3 separate regions of the Gossypium hirsutum genome follow, and all the other regions are linked to region 3. Evidence: chromatin contacts called from public Hi-C data. All regions are on one chromosome and are shown on one strand. Each heading gives the region's core, a stretch centred on a gene start, on an enhancer-like site or on the middle of the called end of the contact. The rest is flanking DNA. Distances are from core to core; before and after follow the strand shown. Region 1 holds the start of LOC107914757 (protein TIC 22-like, chloroplastic). Region 2 holds the start of LOC107915427 (pentatricopeptide repeat-containing protein At1g63080, mitochondrial). Region 3 holds the start of LOC107914766 (probable UDP-N-acetylglucosamine--peptide N-acetylglucosaminyltransferase SEC).

What was found. Hi-C and Micro-C count contacts between places; a contact is called where the count stands out from the background.
Region 1: a Hi-C map of leaf shows a contact between it and region 3, with 2.2 times the contacts expected there. The contact joins the promoter of LOC107914757 here to the promoter of LOC107914766 in region 3. A contact is called at or near these places in 7 of 34 Hi-C or Micro-C datasets (callus and leaf).
Region 2: a Hi-C map of leaf shows a contact between it and region 3, with 1.5 times the contacts expected there. The contact joins the promoter of LOC107915427 here to the promoter of LOC107914766 in region 3. A contact is called at or near these places in 2 of 34 Hi-C or Micro-C datasets (both in leaf).

The regions. Positions count from the first base shown.
Region 1 is chrD10:26,075,512-26,079,056 of Gossypium_hirsutum_v2.1, forward strand. LOC107914757 (protein TIC 22-like, chloroplastic) reads left to right here and starts at 1,466. Exons shown (of 8, transcript XM_016843779.2): 1 at 1,466-2,115; 2 at 2,568-2,642. The coding sequence starts at 1,621.
Region 2 is chrD10:26,155,542-26,159,327 of Gossypium_hirsutum_v2.1, forward strand. It overlaps LOC107915427 (pentatricopeptide repeat-containing protein At1g63080, mitochondrial), which reads left to right and starts at 1,552. Exons shown (of 4, transcript XM_041102279.1): 1 at 1,552-3,786. The coding sequence starts at 1,853. The coding sequence ends at 3,583. LOC121222200 (pentatricopeptide repeat-containing protein At1g62930, chloroplastic) reads left to right here. Exons shown (of 1, transcript XM_041102278.1): 1 at 1-969.
Region 3 is chrD10:25,795,075-25,798,859 of Gossypium_hirsutum_v2.1, forward strand. It overlaps LOC107914766 (probable UDP-N-acetylglucosamine--peptide N-acetylglucosaminyltransferase SEC), which reads right to left and starts at 2,311. Exons shown (of 28, transcript XM_016843787.2): 1 at 1,807-2,311; 2 at 125-270. The coding sequence starts at 2,026.

The DNA of each region.
Region 1 (3,545 bases), core at 216-2,715, 280 kb after region 3:
GAAAAGAATCTCCATAATTGATATAGTTGTCATACAATGGGCGGCTAGCAAGCACTTCTCTGGAATCAACTACAATACCTGCCAAAGATCAGTGAATTGTAGGGCAACCTTGCCAATAAGGACAATGACCTCAACTAGTCCCAAGTACTGAACGGCTAAGCCTCAAACCTTTATGCATTATCACACAAGCCAAGCTCCCATGATTCCTTCAGTGTAAAAGTATCGTGTATACTGGTTTGAGGTATGAGTTCACTTCTTACTCATACACTTTTTAAATATTTTCTTAAACTCAGGAGTGAAGTTAAAAATTTTGTTTAAAGAGACTGAGGTAATATTATAAAATTTGGAGAGGAGGATAAAGATAAAATTTTTGTATTGAAATTTTCAAAAGGAGCTAAAATTATGGTTTTTCCATTTAATCAAAGGTTAAAAAGAACTAAATTTTTTTTAAACTCTTCACGCCCCTGCTATGAATGAAGCATGGAAGAGCATCTTGAAGTATAAATTACCCTATGTCTTGCAAGCCTTCCATCATCCTCGGGGTGTGAAGAATCCTTACAGTCCATTATCATCTTAAAATGACTAAAACAATACGTTTAATTAACTAAATATTTTACTTGGAATGTGATGATATTTTTCAAAATGAAATAAAAATTTATTAATTTTAACATTTTCAATAGCATTTATTATTAAAAAGTTATTTCATTATTGACAAATATGTAATTTAATTTATTTATTTTAAAATATCATTAGTTTATTTAAAAATAATAACGCAGTTATCTCAAAATAATATATGGTTAAATTTAAAATAAGTTTTAAACATTTGGTTTGTATTTAAAATAAATTTAAATTTTGATTTTTATAATTATGAAAAAATAGTAAATTTGTCTCAAAAGTAACTCTTTTTTTTTTAAATTTTTCCAATGACCATGATTCAAAAAATAGCAATATATTATTGAAAAGGATAATATTGTTATAATTGAAGAAAAAGTAAATCAAATTTTTTCTATACTATGAGTTTTAAAATTAGAATTAGATGAATAGATTTGAGTTGTGGGAACCAAATATAACCAACTTTCCTTGATAACAGGACAGCTATCTCTAATTTCTATTTAAAAATTTTTAGAGAATAAGCAGGCTTGGCCCATAAGTTGGTTGTGTCCTCAGGGTTTAGTGCTCATTTTATGTTTCCATAATTTTTCATTAATCTTTTGGTATTTGGGCTGAGTTTGAGTCGGTTTAAGATTCGACTTTTCCCTTGCTTTGGGCCCCAAACATGAAAAATCAGTCGTAATACCCACTCCATCCGACTAACTGATCCGACCCGATTAATCATGAGTTAAATAGTGATTCAAGGTGTTGAAGAGTTTATTATTAATAGATATTAATTTGGGTCGTTCCAATCTAACTCGAGGGTTAAATAATTTTGTTTAAAGGCCCAACCCACCCGTCCGGCCCATATTTCTAAATTCTCGCTTGTCGCCGGCAAATGAATGTCTTTTCTATTTCCCTCCTTTCGGTCGCTCCCTTCTAATCCCCGAAACAGATTCCAACTACAACAGCTCACTGTTTTCTCCGATATTATCCTAAATTTTCCCGAGAACCAAAAAGGAAAGAAAGATGAACTCCCCTAGCAACTCCAAAACCCCCAAAATTTTCTCGCCATTCAAACAAACCCCTCCTCTCCAAGACCTCCAGCAAGCCTTCTCGAACATCCATACCCACTGCTCTTCTCTCTTCCGACAAACTCACAATCAGTTGATGGACGCTTTTAACTCCACCTTTTCTCACTTTAATCCGCCTTCTTTTTCTCCAAAAGGTCCGGTTTTTGCTCGAATTGCTGATTCTAGCAAGACCCAGATTGCTTTGAGTAAAAAAAACGGTGCTGCCATGCCGGCTGAGAAATTAGAAGAGAGATTGGCTGGGGTTCCGGTCTATGCCTTGAGTAACTCAGAGGAGGAATTCGTGTTGGTTTCGGGTGTTTCGACGAAAAAATCACTTGGGTTGTTGTGTTTCAAGAAGGAGGACGCTGAGGCTCTTTTGGAACAGATGAAGAGTATGGATCCTGGCATGCGAAAAGGAGGTTCTAAAGTGGTTGCTGTTGCTCTCAACAAGGTTATTCTCTTTCCTTTTTTCTTTTTATTTGGATTTTTCAAAATGCGTTTGATAGATTGAATTTGTGTAGAAAATGTACAAAGTTTTATGGACTATGGAGTCCATTAAGAGGCTAATGTCTGTTTCCCACTTATGTTTGCCATTTTCTTAGATATAAAAGATAAAATAACAGATTTGAAAATGTTTTACGCTTCAGCTGTTTGTTCTTGTAGTGACATAGGATTGAGCTTTTTACTTTCTGATATTTCTTTTTAGCAACATTTTGAGCAAGGAAATAGTAAGCCGCAAAAGCAAAAGACGAAATCGAGCCTGTTATTAGATTGTTAACTTACCGTGCCTTTAAAACTTAATTAATTTGGTTTTTTTTTTCATTGTGTAATTAATTGTTTGTTTGGTTTATATGAATGAGATAAATGTTGGAGGAGTCATGCTAGGATATGGGGGTTTTGCAGGTTGTCCAGCTGCAGGTTGCTAATGTGGCACTTAGGCTGGTACCAGAGTCCACTCAGATCAAGAATGCACTTAGAGTGAGTAGTTTGTTATACAATGAGCTGATTTGTCTGTGATTCTTTGTGTTATATGGATAGAATGAATTTTATGCTCTCTATCTTGGGTTCTTATAAGTTTCAAGATTGATGTAGGAATCCTATAACTTTTTATTGTTCTTTCTTTCATGCAAAAGATATGATATGTTTTAATAATCCTGACAAAGGAAAATGTCTGACATGAGGACTTGAGCCACACAGTATATTCAAAAGTGATTATCTTATTTATTCCTTTTGTGTGAAACTAGTTTGTATGCTCTCATTTCCTGTGAAGAGAAATGTCATACTTGGAGTCTTATCTTCTCCACTATTAGATTGTCTGGTTATAACTTTCAATATACTTCTCCTATGGGATTGTTGTAATTGTTGGGTGTGATTTTACTGTTAAATTAGCAGAGCCAAATGACAATTGCTTTTTTTATTGGGGTTCAATTAATTTATAGAAAAGTTATTTACCTGTTTGATATTCTACGACTAACTGAATGAAGCACTTATAAGTAGTTATAAGTAGCTGAAGTGTCAGTTTCTTATAGCACCAGTATTTTTTTCCCTCTTCTTAAGAAACGTGCTAAGAAAGCTGGTGAATCACTTAAAAACTAAAATCCTTTACCTATGTGATTATTTCAAAACTTGTTAAGGTTCTACACTATGATGTAAAAATCGGACCAGACTGGCCAGTTCAACTGGGAACCAGCAGATCCAGCGGTTTATCATCTCATACATAACCGGATATTTATCAACCTGGAGAGAATTGGACAAAAAAACTGGAAAACCAGACCAAGAAAGAGGGAAAAAAAAGTAGAAAAGACTGATTTTAGGCTTTTTAACCCATTTGAGTCAGACTTTTTGAACCCAATTGAAGAAGATCTTCATCTTCTCTTCTTT
Region 2 (3,786 bases), core at 302-2,801, 360 kb after region 3:
TAGATGTACTTAAAACATTAAGGATGAAAGAAATAAATGTTATACGCAATGTTTTTGCACCAGTGATCTTTTTCCGCATGTTTTCTTCTCAGACCTCTCAAGTAAGTGAGAATCTTGCTGAAAGAAATTTTGAAAAGCTAAAATTTGAGTGAAAAATATTGGAAACTCTATCTTGTCTGTATCTGTAATCGGAACATCCACCTTTCTTCATTGGGATGGCTGTTTCCTGCCAATTGGAGCCCGTAGTCTGCACCAATGAGAATATTGCGGGAAAATCCTCAACACTTGAACACAAAATTTGAAGCCATTGGATGGTCTTGACCAACAACCCCAGTAGGTGGCTGCTTGATTCTCTCATTCCTTAAAATGCTTATTATTTGGCTGCATGGTTTAGGAATATATTAGAAAACATTACTTGTAATTTCTAGTGTGTTTTTGAGAAAATAGTTAGCATTAACATATTTGGTGCTACACCTAAGCAGATTTTGCTTTCCAGGTTAAGCTCATTTTCTGCCAAAGTCCGTGGAGGAGGTTAATTGTGGTGTTATGCCAAAGTCTCCCTCAGCCGCATCCAGTATAGCGGACACTAATCTTTCTTTAAAGCTGTGAACTGGATTCCTATTTGTGATATGTTCTGTAAAGTTTGACAGTTAAAATTTTCAGTATTGTTGTATGTGGAATTGGGATGATGTTAATTTCATTCCTCCTGGTTTTGTTGTATGTGATTTATATGCTCGGAACCCTGTTTATATTGGATGAACTTAGGTGTCAAGTAGTATAGATAATGAAATTATGAAACCGGTTTGTGCTGCTGAACTGCGAAGAGGCTAATCTGAGCTCGTTTGCTCTGGTCAGGAGAATTACTATGCTAATGCATAGGGAGTGGAAGGTGTATGTTAGATTTCACAGCAGAAGAAACTTTGGATAATTTAGACAGGGATGCCCGTGGGGGATTTTCTTTTGTTTGAATGTATAGTAAAAGATTCAAGGTCCTTATACTGTTGGCTTAAATCGGACAAATTCTGCTATTAATTCGATATTATTCCTAATTAACGGATTTAATCAGTCATTATATTTTTAAATTTTTAAAATTTTAAAATGATATGGATTCTTTGTAAGTAACTTTATGAAAATAGCAATATGATAAGGTATTACATAAAAATTTTAAAATATCATTATTTAACTTAATGAATTTAATAATTATTTTTAGGGTAAATAATGAAATATTAGTATTCAAAAAGTGTAGGATTAAAATTAAACAAATTAAGATACAAAGACAAAATCTACAACTTTGATCAAATAATAAAATTTGACCAAAATTAAGATTAAGATTAAATATACAATTTTGTAAATTTGTTTAATGATGTTTTATTAAAGTCAATTTTATTAAATCTCTATTTAGAAGCCATTGGAGGAAAATTCTTTTCATAATTAATTCACATAATATTAAATTTAATCCTTAATATTTATAATTTTTTTCAATTTAATCTTTATACATATTTTAGCTTAATTTGACCCTTGTGAAATTTGAAAATCAACCATTTTAAAAAAGCCAACATGCTGCATAGTTGAAACCCTTTCATTTCACCATCGTCAGACCGAGTTCTATCCGACCCGTTCCCGCCCCAGAGTTCTAAATTTGACTACCAAACATACATTCTTCCGCCGCTCAACCTCAGCTCTCTTTCTTTTCCATTTTGCTTAATTTCAAGACTTGGGTAAGCTTAATCCTCCATTACTTCTTCCTTCTATTGTTAGTGCTGGAAAACATCTTTCTATTTTCCGCTCTTCTATTTCTTCTTCTTCTTCTAAAACCATTGCTACCCACATCCAACATTTCACTAAGAATTCCATGTCTGTAAGGGGAAACCCAAAAAACTTCGATAATGTTGATGATGCTTTGATTTTGTTTAATGAGATGATTGACAAGTACCCAAGGCCCTCGGTTGTGGAATTCAACAAATTATTAGGAACCATTGTTAGAATGAAACATTATGCCATTGTTGTGTCGATGTATAGCCAGATTGAATTATTAGGTGTTCCCCATGATGTTTATTCTTTTAACATCTTGGTTAACTGCTATTGTCAATTAGGCCATATTGATTTTGGGTTTTCTGTTTTGGGGAAAATGCTGAAGTTAGGTGTTGAGCCTCATGTTGTAACTTTGTCCACTTTGATTAATGGACTTTGTAAGCAAGGTAAGATTTCCCATGCTACGAGTTTGTTTGATGAAATGGTTGACAAAGGGTATCAACCTAATTTAATTGTTTACAGTACAATACTTAATGGTTTGTCTAAGACTGGGAATACCGATCGAGCTGTTAGGTTTCTAAGGATGATGGAAGATAGAGGTTCTGAACCCAATATCGTAGCATATAACACTGTCATTGACTCACTTTGTAAGAAGGGATCACTAAATGAGGCTCTCCATCTCTTCTCCCAAGTGAAGGTTAAAGGCATTAGACCAGATATCGTTACTTACAGTTGCTTAATTCATGCAATGTATGATTTGGGACAGCAGGAGGAGGCAACAAGGCTTCTGAATGAAATGGTGGATAATAATATTTCACTTAATATTTTCACGTATAATATATTGATTGATGCACACTGCAAGGATGGAAAGATTTTTGAAGCACCAGATACCGTTGATACAATGAAGAAGCAAGGCATTGAGCCTAATTTAGTCACATATAATATATTGGTTGATGCGCATTGCAAGGAAGGGAAGGTTTCTAAAGCTGAAGATATTGTTGACACAATGATAAAGCATAGCATTGAGCCTAATGTTGTTACCTATGGTGCATTAATAAACGGTCATTGCTTGCAAAACAGGATGGATAAAGCTAGAAAAGTATTTCGGTCGATGATTAAGAAGGGTTGTGCACCTGATATATCTAGTTACAACATCATGATCAATGGATATTGCAAAGCTAAAAGGATAGACGAAGCAATGGAACTCTTTCACGAAATATCCCAAAAAGGACCAATTGCGGATACTGTCACATACAACACTCTTATGCAAGGTATGTGTCAACTAGGGAGAGTTTCATCTGCATGTGAACTTTTGAGGAAGATGATTGCTTTTGGACAAGTTCCAAATGTAATGACCTGTTCAATTTTGTTGAATGGTTTATGCAAAAGTGATAAACTCGAAAAGGCTTTGGAACTTTTTCAAGCAATGCGGAACAGCAAGTTGGAACTCGATATTGTCTGTTATAATATCCTAATTGATGGCTTGTGCAAAGCTGGGCATATTGAAGTTGGAAAGGAATTATTTCATAAAATCTCACTCAATGGTTTAAAGCCTGATGTTTACACATATTCTATAATGATTAATGGATTTTGTAAAGAGGGATTGCAGGATGAAGCATACCAGTTGTTTAGGAGCATGGGAGATAATAATCGTTTGCTTGATAGCTGCTGTTATAATGTAATGATCCAGGGGTTTCTTCAAAACAACTATACTTCGAAGGCAACAGAAGTTCTTAAGGAAATGGTCCGTAAGGGCTTTTCTGCAGATATATGCACCGCCACTTTATTTTTAGAGCTGATCTTACGATCTGATAAATCAATCTTGATCTGAAATGTTCTCTTAGATAGTATAAAGATCGTCACTTGGAAATCTGAATCAATTTGTTCATAGCCAATTGTATTGATAAGTTAAAAGTTATGGAAACTACAATGAGTGTTAAGTTCTATTTTCAGTTTAGTTGATGTACTTTAAACATAGGCTGAAAGAAATAAATGTTATACACCATGTTTCACTTTTCACCAGTGATCTTTTTG
Region 3 (3,785 bases), core at 1,061-3,560:
TAGGGTGAGAAGTCAAGAGATAAACAAATGACTGGCAACAAACAACAGCATGACCAGTCAAGGCAATAAATCTTATGAACAAAACCCATACATGACAGGAATCAATCAAAACCTATGAAACAACCTGATAATGAATTGCACCCAGGAGAAGAAGGTTATCAGTACGACATGGGTTCCTCTCATAGACTACACTGCTGTGTTCTAAAGCTTGCTTGTAGTTCCCAGCCTTGTAGTTTTGATGAGCAAGTGCCATGAGTGTGTTGTCATCAACTGAAACACATACACGTAGATGCCCTTCAGCATTGACAAATTTTAAGTCCTCACCATGTCAACTAAACTTCACCCAAAAAGGAAAGGTAAAGAGAAAAGAAAAGACAAACAAATATGATATGTTAGAAGGTTCTTCCAAATAGACATGAATATTGTAATTGCCACACCCTCGGGCAAAATCCAACATTGTCAAAGGGCAATGTGCGGTTTTACACTCCCAACCCCAATGGTTAATTATTGGATTTTTTTAATGCTAAAGCAAGTATAAAAATAGGGACAAAAAGGATGATATACAGAATTCTAAAATTCAGTCCAGCATGAGCTATCTTACCAAGCAGAAGAGCTACCTTATAAGGGACAAAACCTCCAACCACTATAATCAACCAAAAGCCCCAGAGTTCCTCGGCTACCATAATCACATCCTGATATAAATGCATCTTTAACAACTAAAAATTCTACGGGTCAAAATTTCCAAAAGTTTGAAGTAGTTCAAGCCAAAGTAGGTATGATTATGGAAGTGATTTTTGTCATTAAAAGAAGCAGTCCTTAAATTTATGAACTGAAAAGTGCCCTAACTCCCAAGTCTGGCGTCATATTGGTGTTCAATTTTTCATCTGTTAATTGCTATTATGTGTTACACATCTAGTTCTTGCACAACATAAGTTAGTCATATGACATTTCCAAATCTAAAAGTTACTTCTAGATAGAAAATTTCCCATCAATTAAAAGTGAATAACAAGATGTGCACCATCTAACCTAAAAAATGCCACTTTTTAACACAAGAGTTCCTTGATTAATTATAAGAAAAGTGAAGGCTCAACCTAACAATGGTTAACTCAGGATGAAATCCCAAGATCAGGACTAACAAATTTATAATTTCAAAAGATCATACCAACCATAGGAGGACTCTGTAACCGTTGCTATAAAAGAGCTTAAACAAAAGCAAACATCTTCACCCATAAATATGAAATGATTGAGACTGTTCACAGATCTTAGAATAAAAATAGCTTTCAATCAAAAGCCGACTAATTAAGACTCGCCGAGTTATTGCATTTATTACTAGCCTTTTGCTTTCTCAAAAGTTTCAAAAAATTACTAAGAGTTGAAGAAAATTAACATCTGATTAAAAAAGAGCAAATGGCTAATACATTACGTATAATCAATATTTATATAATCGTACCGAATAAATCTAAAATTTTGAAGTTAGAAAAGAAAGTATTACTAATGTTCTTTTTATCTTCAAATAAACTTGTTTGTTTCCTATCCGAAGTAAAAGGCAAATAGCAAAAGTAATCAAGAAAGAAATATTAAAGCTAAGTAAAAATAATCGCCCAAACTCAAGCATCCACTTGAAATCCGTAAGCTAAGCTTCTTTTAAGAGAAAATTTTAGTAAAGCGAAACATAAAAGCACAATTACATGCAAATATAGCAGTATAGTTTATTCCATGCATCTACATACAAGACATTTTGCAAAACCCTAGAAGTGAAAATTTTGAAAGCATGGAAAATTTGCTAAAGGCCAAAAATAAACGAACCTTCATTTGGATCAGAGAGCTTAACATTAGACAAAGCAGCAGCAGCAGCAGAAGAAGAGGAAGAAGCAGGAGCAGGAGCAGCAACGGCGCCACCAAAATCCGAGTTCAGACTCGATGAGTCATTGTTATACAGAAACAATTGAACCTGTTGCTGTTGTTGTTGAAACAGTTGGTTATGGTGATACTGTTGCAGCCGAGGATCGCTCTGCAAGGAGAGCATTTCTCTTTTTCCCGCTTGGATCACGAAGAAAACTTTCTAGGAAAATAGAGAAGTAAAAGGAATTTGAATTAATTTTTTCTCGAGAAAATTCTAAATTCTAATATTGAGAGAAAACCCCGCTTTTCCGATTATGATGTCTCTCAACCTCTCATATACAAACTTTCGTACTAAGAACCAGAAATATTAACATTGAATCGGTAATTGTGACGTGTGAACTCTCTGAGCTTATAGTTCCACTACTATGCAATGGTTATTCACCACGTTGCACACTGTTCATATACTTAAAAGAGGTATTTAGTAGTTTCGAGAAGAGATTCCATGTAGCATAGGAATAGTAAGGGTCGTAGGGGATTTCTAGGTCCAGTTTTGGAAGGTAAAAGTTAACGTGTCCACAGACTATGAAGTTGAGTAAAGGTCAGTTGCTTAAAAAAAATATTTTTAACTTTTATAAAAACAAGTTATTTTTAGTTGAAATTTTTAATTTTTGAAAATGAGCTGAAAAATAGAAGTTAAAAATTTTAACTTTTTTTCTCTTAAAAGTATTTTTGGTGCTTAATTACTTTTTCACCCTTCTAAGAACATAATATTTTTTTGGTGCTTAATTACAATTGTGTTAAAATCATTAATTAAAAATAAAAAAAATATTTTTAAAATACTAATTACAAATATTTAAATATTTAAAATATAGTTTATATATTCTAATTAAATTTTATAAATAATTAATATTTATTGCTTAAAAATATTTACAATTTATATTTCATATATTAAAATATTAACAAGTTATAATAAATTTTTATATTATTACTAAAATATAATAATATTAACTAATTTAAATATTATTTAAATGCATATTTGTTACTTGATAATAACATGTCTAAAATGGACATTTTATTTCTCAAAAGTACTTTTTGACAGTAATGCTGAACACCCAAATTTTAAACCAAACTTTTCAAAAGTACTTTTCAAAAGCACTTTTCAAAAGCACTTTTCAAAAGCAATGAAGAATTGACCCTAAATCAGTCGGGAAAAGTCAGTCCATTAGAGACGTGTCTAACGGGCCGGACTGGATCCGATGCATATAATAGTTTTTATTTTTTATTTTGACCAAACTTCCTCAAGCTATGATCTATATTTTAAATTGATTCTCAAATTTTAAAATTTTTTAATTATATCTTCAAACTAATGGTGTTATATCGATAAGGTCCTTTCATTACTAAAATCATTAATTTAACTGTCAAATGAGACCTTAAATCTTATGTGATTTAACTTAAAATGAAAATTTTAAAGAAAAATGAATATTATAAAAATGTATGTAGTAAAAATCTTGGTTTTTGAAACTTTTACAAAAATTATTGTCTACTCTTTTTTTATTAGAAGTTACTTAGCAACATTTTACTTTTCCTTAAAACTTACTTAGCAACATTTTACTTAGATTAATGGTTTCAACAATTAAAGGACCAAATTGATATAACATCGATAGTTTGATGATATAATTAGAATATTTTCCATTTTAAATATAAAAGAAAATATTTTATACATGATCGATGGATAAATTTCACTAATGGAAATTTTTGGCCAATGAATAATACAAGCTTGTATTATATTATAATTAGTTAAGATATCACATAATTTTTTTTATTCTTCACAAATTTAAAATATAATATTTGCACTTTTATTTTTAGGAATTTAGTCTCTTTACTTTTTAAATTTCAAAATTTAGATCCAATTGTTAATGTTGTACTTTTGTTGTTGTTAAATT